Linked DNA regions of Sus scrofa: regions 2, 3 and 4 are each linked to region 1. The links are chromatin contacts, called in public HiChIP or PLAC-seq maps. All regions are on one chromosome and are shown on one strand. Each heading gives the region's core, a stretch centred on a gene start, on an enhancer-like site or on the middle of the called end of the contact. The rest is flanking DNA. Distances are from core to core; before and after follow the strand shown. Region 1 holds the start of DISC1 (disrupted in schizophrenia 1 protein). Region 2 holds the start of GNPAT (glyceronephosphate O-acyltransferase). Region 3 overlaps FAM89A (protein FAM89A). Region 4 holds the start of TTC13 (tetratricopeptide repeat protein 13).

Evidence for each region. HiChIP or PLAC-seq counts read pairs in DNA pulled down with a chosen protein or histone mark.
Region 2: a contact with region 1 is called in an H3K27ac HiChIP or PLAC-seq map of alveolar macrophages. The contact joins the promoter of GNPAT here to the promoter of DISC1 in region 1. A contact is called at or near these places in 1 of 5 promoter capture datasets (liver) and 1 of 2 datasets of contacts at active chromatin or transcription factors (alveolar macrophages).
Region 3: a contact with region 1 is called in an H3K27ac HiChIP or PLAC-seq map of alveolar macrophages. The contact joins the enhancer-like site here to the promoter of DISC1 in region 1. A contact is called at or near these places in 1 of 5 promoter capture datasets (liver), 17 of 47 Hi-C or Micro-C datasets (embryonic fibroblasts, epiblast stem cells, fetal heart ventricle and 11 more) and 2 of 2 datasets of contacts at active chromatin or transcription factors (alveolar macrophages and skeletal muscle).
Region 4: a contact with region 1 is called in an H3K27ac HiChIP or PLAC-seq map of alveolar macrophages, with 4 times the contacts expected there. The contact joins the promoter of TTC13 here to the promoter of DISC1 in region 1. A contact is called at or near these places in 1 of 5 promoter capture datasets (liver) and 1 of 2 datasets of contacts at active chromatin or transcription factors (alveolar macrophages).

Annotation. Positions count from the first base shown.
Region 1 is chr14:58,962,696-58,965,395 of Sscrofa11.1, reverse strand. It overlaps DISC1 (disrupted in schizophrenia 1 protein), which reads left to right and starts at 1,442. Exons shown (of 13, transcript XM_021073577.1): 1 at 1,442-1,889.
Region 2 is chr14:59,239,014-59,241,743 of Sscrofa11.1, reverse strand. GNPAT (glyceronephosphate O-acyltransferase) reads left to right here and starts at 1,441. Exons shown (of 16, transcript NM_001185140.1): 1 at 1,441-1,518. The coding sequence starts at 1,441. It overlaps C14H1orf131, which reads right to left and starts at 1,401. Exons shown (of 7, transcript XM_001925586.5): 1 at 1,083-1,401. The coding sequence starts at 1,401.
Region 3 is chr14:59,382,769-59,385,468 of Sscrofa11.1, reverse strand. FAM89A (protein FAM89A) reads right to left here. Exons shown (of 2, transcript XM_001924531.4): 2 at 1-1,065. The coding sequence ends at 802. Among named protein-coding and RNA genes, the nearest start is that of FAM89A, 16 kb to the right of the region's middle. Within about 2 kb of position 1,383, at least 9 of the 83 cell types and tissues checked have an H3K27ac peak or open chromatin away from gene starts, as enhancers often do. A contact at or near this core is called in alveolar macrophages, where this site is marked.
Region 4 is chr14:59,407,738-59,410,437 of Sscrofa11.1, reverse strand. It overlaps TTC13 (tetratricopeptide repeat protein 13), which reads right to left and starts at 1,310. Exons shown (of 21, transcript XM_001926644.5): 1 at 941-1,310. The coding sequence starts at 1,205. ARV1 (ARV1 homolog, fatty acid homeostasis modulator) reads left to right here and starts at 1,445. Exons shown (of 6, transcript NM_001243293.1): 1 at 1,445-1,683. The coding sequence starts at 1,480.

The DNA.
Region 1 (2,700 bases), core at 193-2,692:
CTCTGAGACTACAGTATTGAATCCGGATCACTGCTTCGTGGTCTACCTCATTACATTTGGGCAGATCCAACTTTTTGTTCCTCTGCCACCTTCCCACGTCCTGCATATCAACCTTCATAGTCATTCTGTCCCACAACCTTCCGACTTTTAAGCACATCCAGGTGTTTCACTCACAAGGGTCTAATCTTTCGAAAGACCTTGAGCCTTCTTTAGTTGTAACAAGATCCTTCCCCTTCCTCCTGGGAGCCAGCCTCTCTTCCTTCCTCCTTCCCTTCGTTCTTTCCTTTGTCTCTCTCTTCCTGTCCCTCCCTCCTTGGACCCCTCCCCCCCTTTATTGGTGGCACCCACGGCATGTGGAAGTTTCCTGGCCAGGGACTGAACCCGCACTGCAACAGCCACCGGAGTCGATGCAGAGACAAGGCTGACCCTAAACCTACTGTGCCACAAGAGAATGCTCAGGGAGCCCTTCTGACCCCTCTTCACAACACTCCCTCTTATCCCAAACTTCTGCAATGTTTTGTGCCAAACCTCTGGCCATGGCAAATTCAACTGTACTGCTATTTAGTGTTTTTTTTGTTTTTTTCCCTTTTCTTATTAGAGCCGCATCTGCGGCATATGGAAGTTCCCAGGCTATGGGTTGAATCAGAGCAGTAGCTGCTGGCCTATACCACAGCCACAACAACACCAGATCCAAGCCACATCTGCCACCTACACTGCAGCTCACAGCAATACCGGGTTCTTAACCCACTGAGCAAGGCCAGGGATGGAAACCGCATCCTCATGGATACTAGATGGATTCTTAACCTGCTAAGCCACAACGGGAACTCCTGTTATTTATTTTTTTTAAGATTTTACCGAAGTGTAGTTGATTTACAATATTGTGTTAATTTCTGCTGTACAGCAAAGTGATTCTGTAACCCATATACACATATCCATTCCCATATAGTTTACCACAGAATACCCAGTTAGAGTTCCCTGTGCTATTGGGCAAGTCCCCCTGACCATCCATCCCATACACAAGAGTATTCACATGCCAAGTTTTATAGCAGGTGTTCATCTTCCCCTGGAGGGGAGCGTCCTAAGGGCAAGAACCATTTCTGGCAGCTGCAGCCTCAGTGATGCTCCAGGTGCCTCCCCCAACGAAGAATGAACCGTGACGGAGGAGGAGGTGAGTTGGCTGGCTTAAGGGCTCCGCACGGATCACAGTTGTGTCCTGGGCTGGCTGCCTAACGTGCGAAGGACCCGTCCAGTGCTGCCAGGAGCTTCAAACAGTGGGTCTCATTTCATTCTGAACTGCTCGCCCCGCTCTTTCCCCACGTCCTCCTTCCCCGCGTCCCTTGCTAAACATATCCCCTCGATCACGTCCATCAGCTCTTCGGCCACTTCCCTAATTTGTGTCTGGGAGGCAGCTTTGCGGACGTCCCTCTCCCTCTAGGAAGGCCTCTCAGTCTCTTCTTCCCCAAACGCCCGTTCTCCCCACCGCACTTCCCCTCTGGTTCTCGGCCAGCAAAGAGCGAGAGTGAAAAGCAAACTTTCTGAGGTCCGGGACACAAGCTGCCGGCCTACCAGCCCCGCCCGCCCCAGCGCGCGCGCGCGCGTGTGCCCGCGTGTGTATGTGCGCGCGCGCGTGCCGGGGCTGAAGCTGGAGAGGAAACCGCCCGCCCCGCCCGGGAGAAGGAAGGAGCCTCCCCCTTCCTCGCCAGCCCCCTCCCCACTTCCCGTCCGGTTTGGCCGCTCGCTTCCTTCTGCGTCGGGCCTCTGGGCGCACCGAGCGGCCGGCAGCTGAGGAGCTGGAGGCGGCGGAGGCGGAGCGGGAGCAGCGGGCGGGGCGCATGCTGGGCGGGGATCCCCAGGGCGCCCCGGCGGTGGCGCCGGGGGCCACCGCGCAGGTAGGGGTTGCTGTCACGGCGGCCCGGCAGAAGCCGGGCGGGGAGGGTGCAGATCTGGGGTGCGCCTCTGTTGACAACTTGGGTTCGGTGCACCCTTGTGGGGTGAGGGAAACTGAGGCAGGGCGCGTGGTGTGCAGAGTTGGGGTTGATGTCGGGTCAGGTTCCCCCGAAGGCTGGGCTGAGATCCCTGGAGCTTCAGTTTGGGGAGCTGTCCAGGTCTTTTCCGCCCCCGTGTGTCCTGGTGGCCCAGGAAGGGGCGCGTTCAGGTTTGGATGCATGCGGGGACTGCTCCCTCCGTCGCTTTGCGTCCTCACTCGCACGCCCGCGGGACAAGGGGACAACCCCGCCGCCCTGTTCCCCTCCTCTCCCCCCCCCCCCAGACTGAGTCGGGACACCCAGCCGGGGTTCGGGTTTCACCCCATCTGGGACATGGAGGGAGGGGTTCGGGGGTGGAATGAGGGACGTGGTGCTGGCACCGCCTCAAGGGGGCTGCTTTGCGGACAATCTCACCTCCCATTTCCTCCGCGGTAGTAACGCCCACGCAGGCTCCGAGAGACCGCTCTGCTTCCACCGTTCGGAGCACGGCTCTCGCTGTCAAAGCTCGGGGGTGACGCTGAGGGCCATTAAGTGCACGGCTGCTTTTCAGGAATGGCAAGAGCTCCCCTACCCTCTCGCTTTTGAAATGCGTGCAAAGGAACCTGAGACTTTGGGAAGAGAAAGAGCGTTGGAGTCAGGGGTGCTGGCTGTATGTTCTTGCTGGGCCAGAAGAGGACCCACTAACTTTGACAGAGCCCTTAACGTCTCTGAGCCC
Region 2 (2,730 bases), core at 192-2,691, 280 kb before region 1:
TATGGAGGTTCCCAGGCTAGGGGCTGAATTGGAGCTACAGCTGCTGGCCTACGCCACAGACACAGCAACGCCAGATCAGAGCCACGTCTGTGACCTACACCACAGCTCACGGCAACGCCGGATCCTTAACCCACTGAGTGAGGCCAGGGATCAAACCCACAACCTCATGGTTCCTAGTCCAATTCATTTCCACTGCACCAAGACAGGAACGCCTGTTTTGTAGTAATGGTCTTAATGGCAATATCTGTTTCCTAGGATTGCTGTGGAAATTAAATGAGTAAATACATGAAAAACATGGAGTATATGGTAAATGCGCAATACTTTTGAAGCTATTATTCCCACTGATTAATGAGCTTAGAATTTTGAGCCCCAAAATAAACTAGTAAGATCACACTACAAATTGAAGAAACATGTTTGGCTTTTAAAGGCACTTTTCCCTTAAGATTACCTGTGGTGCAGGAACAAGTGATGTCACCTTCCCTGGGGCAAGTTCTTCAGAGTGTGCGGAACTTCTAACTGAAGTGCCAAGCGCATATATATTCAGTGGTAAGCCTTTTTATTTTTCTCTTCCCCAATCAAGATAAAGGAGAGCATAAGTCCGCCAACTTATGGGTGAAAGGTCGTGAAAAGCTTCATGTGCAAACGATGGCAGGGAACACCAAAGGATGAGGCCCTCAGGACAAGGTGGCATCATGCCCCAGGGTTAGGCGGGTCTGTGGGGTGGCGTGGGGGAAAGGGGGCTTCCCAGAAGTCCGGAATAAGTGAAAAAGATGCTATTTCGAGAGCCCAAGGTTCTGTGGACATCTCCCCGTTAGGTCCGAAAGGTCTGGCGCTTCCCACAAGCAAGCGGATTGGTCCCCACACTCAGGGACGAGTTGGGAGGTTTGATTCATAAAGACAACTCAACAGAGCCGGGTCGTGGGGGAAGGAGAAGGGTGATCTCAGACGGACCCACTGTCGGAACCAGTTTGGAGGAGCTGATCTTTAGCTTGAGAGAGGGCGCCGGCCCAATTCGGTGCGCACTGGAGACCCTCGGCTTCTCAAGTTCGCTCTCCACGTGGGTTCCGAGGCCCCGCACTCACCAAAATCGTAGAGGTTCTGGAGCAGAGCATCCAGCAGGGTCTGAGAGCCGGGAGACGCGGGGGTGGGTAGGCCCGGATCCTGCGCCATCGTGGGGCCGGCCACGAGGAAGGAGCCCCGGACTCGCGCCGTGCGGCGCCCAGCTTCCGGGGTCTGACGAGCTGCGCGCGCGCCACAAGTCCCCGCGCGGCTTCCGTCCTGGCTAAGATGGCGGCGCCCGGGGTGTCTTGGAGCGGCCGCAGAGGGTGCTGCCGCCCGAGGCGAGGTCGGGCCGCCCCGCGCGGAAGAACCGCCCCCAGCGGCAGTAGCACCACCGTCTAGCTAAGAATTCCAGTTCACGCCCGGAACTGCAGCTGCAGTATGGATTCTTCCAGTTCATCCAACTCTTGTTTCTCCGTTGGCTCCACCAGTCCCGGCGCTGTCTTGCTCCTCTACTCGGTAGGTACCCAGAGTAGCACAAGGTCCCGGGCGGGGCCGCGAGAGACGACCCCTCCCTCCTCCCGTTCCCGACTGCCTCGGGGCTGCGACCCCCTAGCCCAAAAGAGTGGGTCCAGAGACCCCCTGGAGGGGTTAGGTGGTTCATTTGGTTTCCAAGGCAACGGTGTATCGCCGCGTGTGTGATGTCAATGTGCTTTTAGAAGTTTCTCCCGGTGATGGTTCCTCTGGTTCCTTTCCACTCGTTCCTTCCCTTTCACTCCGCCCGGCGCTGGGCCTTCAGAAGCACCTGACCCACGGACGAGAGGAGGGATCTGGGGTCTCTCCGTCTGCAGCCCGGGCGCGTCGGGCTACCTTCTGGGCAAACGTGAGAAGCCTGCAGTCTGACTCCGCCTCAGCTAGCCAGTGGCTGTCCAAGCCGCTCTTTTGTGGCTGTGATATTCCCGGGAGGAAAAGTATTTGGCTTGAGGGTGGGCATCGACATTCTTTATGTTTTTAACCTAAGAAGATTTGGAACTTCTGGAAATTTCTATCGTGTTTTTGTCTTCCATCCTCATTGCACTTTTTCTACAAGTCGTTTTGGAAGACAACTAATGCCACCCAGTCTATCTACAATTTGTCCTTTCACCACCCACCCCAATCCCCTTTCCTGACTTTAGCCGGCCTTTTTTTGTTTGTTTTGTTTTTTTGTTTTGTTTTGTTTTTAACCAACGGAATGTTGGTCATTCACAATTTTTGTAGAGAAATTCTTAAGTGGAAGCTTTGTAGCTCTCAGGATTTACAACCCTGGGCAACTGACTTTTTTTTGTTAAACCACTAAATTAGTTTTTATTTGCTTTAGGAGGAAATAAAAGAATGCACTTTAAAGGCATATTACCTTGTACTGGCTTAAATATAATGTTAATTTATGTAGGAAGGGGTAACAGGAAAACAAAAGAACAAGATAACCTAGTTTCTTTTTTTCTTTTCTTTTTGTTGGCCACAAGGAGCAATGGCTTGATATGAGATTTCAGTTCACAGACAGGGATTGAACCCCAACACAGCAGTGAAAGCACCAAGTCCTAGCCGTTAGATCACCAGAGAACTCCCAGCAAACCAGTTTCAAAAGAGAATATATAGAGAGTTCCTGTTGTGGCTCAGCAGTAACGAATCCAGCTAGTATCCATAAGGATGTGCATTGCATCCCTGGCCTCACTCAGTGGGTTAAGGATCCAG
Region 3 (2,700 bases), core at 134-2,633, 420 kb before region 1:
AACAAAATAATACACAACCACAAGCAGAATATATCTTTTATCCTCATTTTTAACCTACAAAGTGTAAAACGTTCATAAAAGACTTTAATAAATATAGTAAGGCTTAAGGTGACCACTGTTTTGAGTGGAAGAGTTTGCTTTCTAACAGCTAGTGTACATTCGCAATCTTTAAACAAAAACATTCACCACCTTACAGTGAAGGATACAAAACATTAACTTGCCCCAGTTTTTCTCCGTACTCTCTTCCTTCCTCCTCCACCTGATGGAGGAAGGATGATACAGATTCTTTTGACAGGTTAGGAGATGCAGTCCTCTCGATGGGTGTGACCTAAAATGTTCACTATTTCAGTACAAAGCTTGTACTGAGTCACCCGGACAATGAGTAACGCAGCGTACAAAGAAACAAGGCTCAACCAAGAGGCTTCCAAGCTCAGGAGACAGCAAGAAAGGCTGCAGAACGTACCGAGGAAGGGAGCAGGGGAGTATCAGCTCTAATACACTGCAAACTGGAGGCGACCCAATCTGGAAGAAAGTTACTGCTACACGCAAGTTGTCTCATTTTGCACAAAACATCCTTGAGGGTTTTCTTCAGGGACCATTCAGGTGATGCTTTTAGGGGTAAACCCCTGGCTGTGTGCCGCGGGCCAGGACGTGAGGTTACTGAGCGCCTCTAGATCACCTAAGCAGAAACTGGCTGCCCAGCGTCCACGCAGATCCCACCTGCAGACTGAACTGGCAGCGCTGGTCCACAGGCCGGGGCTGCCCACGGCTGAGGAGCAGCACACGCCCCTCCTGGGTCCTCTAGAGGGACCCCAGAACCCAGTCTCTGCTGGGGATTGGGGACACGGGCCGAGGCAAGTCCCTCGGGGGGCCTCGCTCCCTGCTGTCTTGGAGGTGGTCCTGCTCCTGGAAATACTCCTCCTCCTCCTCGAAGAAGCCATTCTCCAGAGCATAAGTGCCATCCGGGCTGCACGCTGCCTGGCACGCTCCCTTGTACTCCTGGATGGACTCGTAGAGGCTGTACAGCTGGCAGAGCAAGGACATGTCCAGCTGTCGGAGGCCGACCTTGAGGGAGGGGGCAGGGAGGTACAAAAACCGAGAAGTCAGTGCTGGAGTTGCATTTCAGTGGTACCCTCAGCCGGCAATCTGCTTGTGGCAGCACGTTCCTCCCACGCCACCAGCGACACAGCATCCCTCGAGTGCTCCGGGTTCCCGGTTTGAGGGTAAACCTTCATGACGTGACGCCCACACCTCAGACATGACTCAGAGCGTCTAGGGAGGTTCACATCTGCCAGGCAGCGGGCCCCAGCCTGCAGGATGTCCTGAGCCCTCTGGCACACCCTGCAGAGTAACAGCACTGCACGTTCTGGAAACCCCAGCTGGCTCCAGTTTGGATGCCAAGATACAAGAGCGTCGTTTCCTCTTGCCATGATCAGATTCAGATAAAACCCACATGTGCTGCCTTGCCAGGCTGGTCATTCTCCACGCCCTGGGGCAACAGGGTCCCCTTGCCAGGCCCCCGCAGCTCACCGGTCAGGGCCACACACTGCCCCCTGGGAGACCCACCCTCTTGCCCGCTCAGTCACCAGGACACATATGGTCAGACTCCCTTTCCTCCTGAGATGGGTGTGGGATAGCTTGCCCCTCAGAGTGAGCAACTGAATATGCTATGGAGACACAGGTCCTTGACAGATTCTCCAGGGAACTATTTTCACAGGAGGTAACAGAACAAAGAACATTGAAAAGTCACAGATTGGTTTATCCGAGGTCCTCCCTTCCCTGGGGCCCCTTCCAAGAAAAAGAGCACAGTCAGGGAGTTCCCTGATAATGCAGTAGGTTAAAGACTTGGCCTTGTCACTGCTGTGGCTTGGGTTCCATCCCTGGTCCGGGAACTTGTGTATGCACAAGTGCACCCCTCCCCCTCTCCCAAATAAGGAGCACAGTCAGGAAAGGAAAGGCATCACTTCCATCAATCCCAAAGAAAGAAGGGTTAATCCATTTAGAAATGAAGCCTAGACCAGCATGTCTACACTTTGCTGAGCCTGAGAACCACTTGGGGATCTTGTTAAGCCAGCAGATTCTGACTCAGCAGGCCTGGGGCCACTGATGACAGGGACGCTGAGAAAGGCTGCTGGGTGGCAGACCTCACTGAGTGGCAAGGGGAAAAGCTACGCAAGATGTCACTGTGCAAGTTATTTATCATCTCTATGCCCTGGGTGATGACAAAATGGGGTAATTGCTCCGATGGGGAGAATTCAATGAATTATCAACCGTTTTCTTTCTTCCTTCTTTTCTTTCTGGCTGCACCCATGGCATATGGAAGTTTCCAGGCTAGAGGCAGAATCAGAGCTGCAGCTGCTGGCCTATGCGACAGCCACAGCAACACCAGATCCAAGCCACATCTGTGACCTACACCACAGCTGTGGCAATGCCAGATCTTTAATGCAGAGAGTGAGGCCAGGAATCAAACCCACATCCTCATGGATACTAGTTGGCTTCTTAACCCACTGAGCCACAACAGGAACTCCTCAATCATTTTAATAAATAGGAATCAAATACCCTCTGTGAACCAAGCACTAGGCAAAGAACACTCAAGACGCAGGGCAATGAGCACCTAGGAAAGTGCAGAGCATGTCAGGGGACTCGGTCCTTAAAATTACCCAGAGGTGAGATTTTCCAAACAAGATAAGCCAGGGTCCA
Region 4 (2,700 bases), core at 61-2,560, 450 kb before region 1:
CCTTCCAGGTACACAATGCTAGACTGCTGAGAGGCCATAAAAGCAACCAGCCAGCTCCTTAAGAAGACCCAGACGTTTCAAAAGCAGGCCTTAAGGGAACTCGCGGAGGGCAGGAAGAAAGGGAAAGGGGAGGGAATTAAAGGGTTAAAAAGAACTACGGAACTCATAAACAAAAAAAGTACCTTGCCCCTGAGGAATCTGCCATGAGTTATTAAATTGAGGCCAAAAGCGCCCAATCTTAATGAATGAGCTGGCCCAGTTCCAATACACACACAGCTCTGATACACATGGGCAGGGTGCCCCAGGGCACTTTTTACGCCCTGGGAAACACCTGACAGATCACAGGTCAATCTTAAACAACTAGAAGCAAGATGTCAATGAGCAGATCCAATGGGCTTGCTCTTTTGCTCCCTTCTTTTTCCAGGTATCAAATTTTTAGACTCTGTGTTTAACACAAGACGTCAACCGGGAGGGGCGGATATCTCGTTTCCAGGCCTAAGATGGGCCAGGCATCACGGCTCTGGACGCGGGTCCGGTCCTCCTGGTCTGTCGGTACTTCCCTAGGCTCCCACAGCCCCCGTGGGGGCCGGGGGCTGCCCTGGAACACCTGCCATCTCCTCCTCCACCCTTTCAACAGTTATGAGGACTGCGGAGAGGCCGCCCTGGCCTCGGGAGCATGCTGTCAGCTCTTTCACTATTCACCGCCCTTCCCAAGGCTGCCTCGGCAGAGGGGCGCACAGCGGCGTGGGTGTGAGCGGTGGGAAGCGGCCCCGGCGTGACACCTCGCGGAGCCGTCTCCCGCGGGGGCACACGCCGCGGCTGGCGGCAGCGAGACCTGGGCGGCCAGCAACATCGGCCCCGGGGCCCGCAGCCCCCAAGGCCCCGCCACCCGGCGCTCCGCTGCGACCCGGACGCCCGCCCGCCGCCGCCGCCCACTCACCGCCGCACTCGGCCGAGTACTGGTCCCCCCAGTCCCCGGACTGCGGGCTGCAGCCGCCGCCCGCCGGGGCCTCCTGCTGCTGCCGGTGCTGCAGCTCCTGCTTGAGCAGGGACAGCGGCGAGTAGTGCTCGGTGGCCAGGGCGCCCGGCCGCGGCCCAGCGGACAGTACCCCCAGCAGCAGCAGCACCGGGACGCGCCGGGCGGCGCCCGCGGCGGCCACAGCGCCGCCCCAGCAGCCGCAGCAGCCGCAGCCGGCAGGTGCCATCTTCCCTCAGGGCGCATGTGCGGCGTCCCTCGCCGCGCGCTGCGGCCTCCCAGCCCTTACCCGAGGCGGGCAGGTGGGCCTTGGCAGGGGGGCTGAAGAAAGAGAGTGGCGGTGCCTGCTGGGAGTTGTAGTCCCATATAGGCCAGTCTGGGTCCCCCTGTCTGGGGCCGGGACTGCGAATCCCATCAAGCACTGCGCGCGCAAGGCTTCCGGTCTGGCGTCTGACGTCTGCCCCGCCACTGAATCGGAAGTTCTGGGCTGCAGTTGCGTGGAAATGGGCACTGGTGGGCGGAGTGGGCTTCGGCCAGGCAAGGGGAACGCAGAAGGGGTGACAGCGGGAAAGGGGAAGGCGGATGGGGTGGCAGTGACTCCTACTGCTGCCTCAGCCTCCTGCCAGTACAGGTGTATCGAATGCAACCAGGAGGCCAAGGAGTTGTACCGAGACTATAACCACGGCGTGCTGAAGATAACCATCTGTGTGAGTTGTCAGCTGTGGGGTTCCTTGGGGAAAAAATGGCGCAGTGAGATTTGGGGAGCGTGAGCGACCATGGAATCTGTATCAGCTGTTCAGGGTGATAAAATGTAAAAAATCAACAGTTTCAGGGTCTTCTAATACAGACTAAATTTTGACGCTCGACCTTCCCCGTCGAATGTTTGCCTGAATACCTAGAGTAGTAGAGAAGTCACACCCCACAGTGCTTTTCTCAGATCCGTCACGTTTGCTGACGGATCCTCGGACCTGATGGATGCAGGCGCTGTGCCGAGAAATTTAAAGGTCAGATTAGGTTGACGGTAAAGCTATTTCATTCTTAGTTGTTTTCCCTCTGATAGACAGATGTTGCCATCTTTGCGCTTCATAACCTATGGCGAATTCTCTAGATATTTTTTCAGGTTTCATCCATTGTGGTTATGGAATGGACAGCATTGTGTATAAAGCACTGTGCTAGACGTTGGTGATACAAAAACCAAAAATGAGGAAGTAAAAGTTCTGCTTTCAAAGTGTTCATAGTCTCTTTATAGGGAATGGTCCTTTGTTTTAAAAGTCATAAAATTGGGAGTTCCCGTCGTAGCTCAGCGGTTAACGAACCCGACAAGCACATATAAGAACACGGGTTCGATCCCTGGCCTCACTCAGTGGGTTAAGGATCCGGCGTCGACATGAGCTATGAGCTGTGGTGTAGTTCGCAGACCTGGCTGGGATCCTGCCTTGCTGTGCCTCTGGCGTAAGCCGTCGGCTACAGCTCCGATTGGACCCCTAGCTTGGGAACCTCCATATGCCCTGGATGCTGCCCTAAAAAGACAAAAAGACCAAAAAAAAAAAAAAAAAAAAGGTCATAAAATTGGAAGTTCTTTGGGGGCCATTAGCAAAGAGTCTGTCACATTATGGGTAGTCACTATGTTTTTCTCCCATTTCCGATCCCATTTCTATTAATCTTCATTCCAAAAACACAGCACATAGTAATTTACCAGGGAGCAGACAGTATGAATATGTACC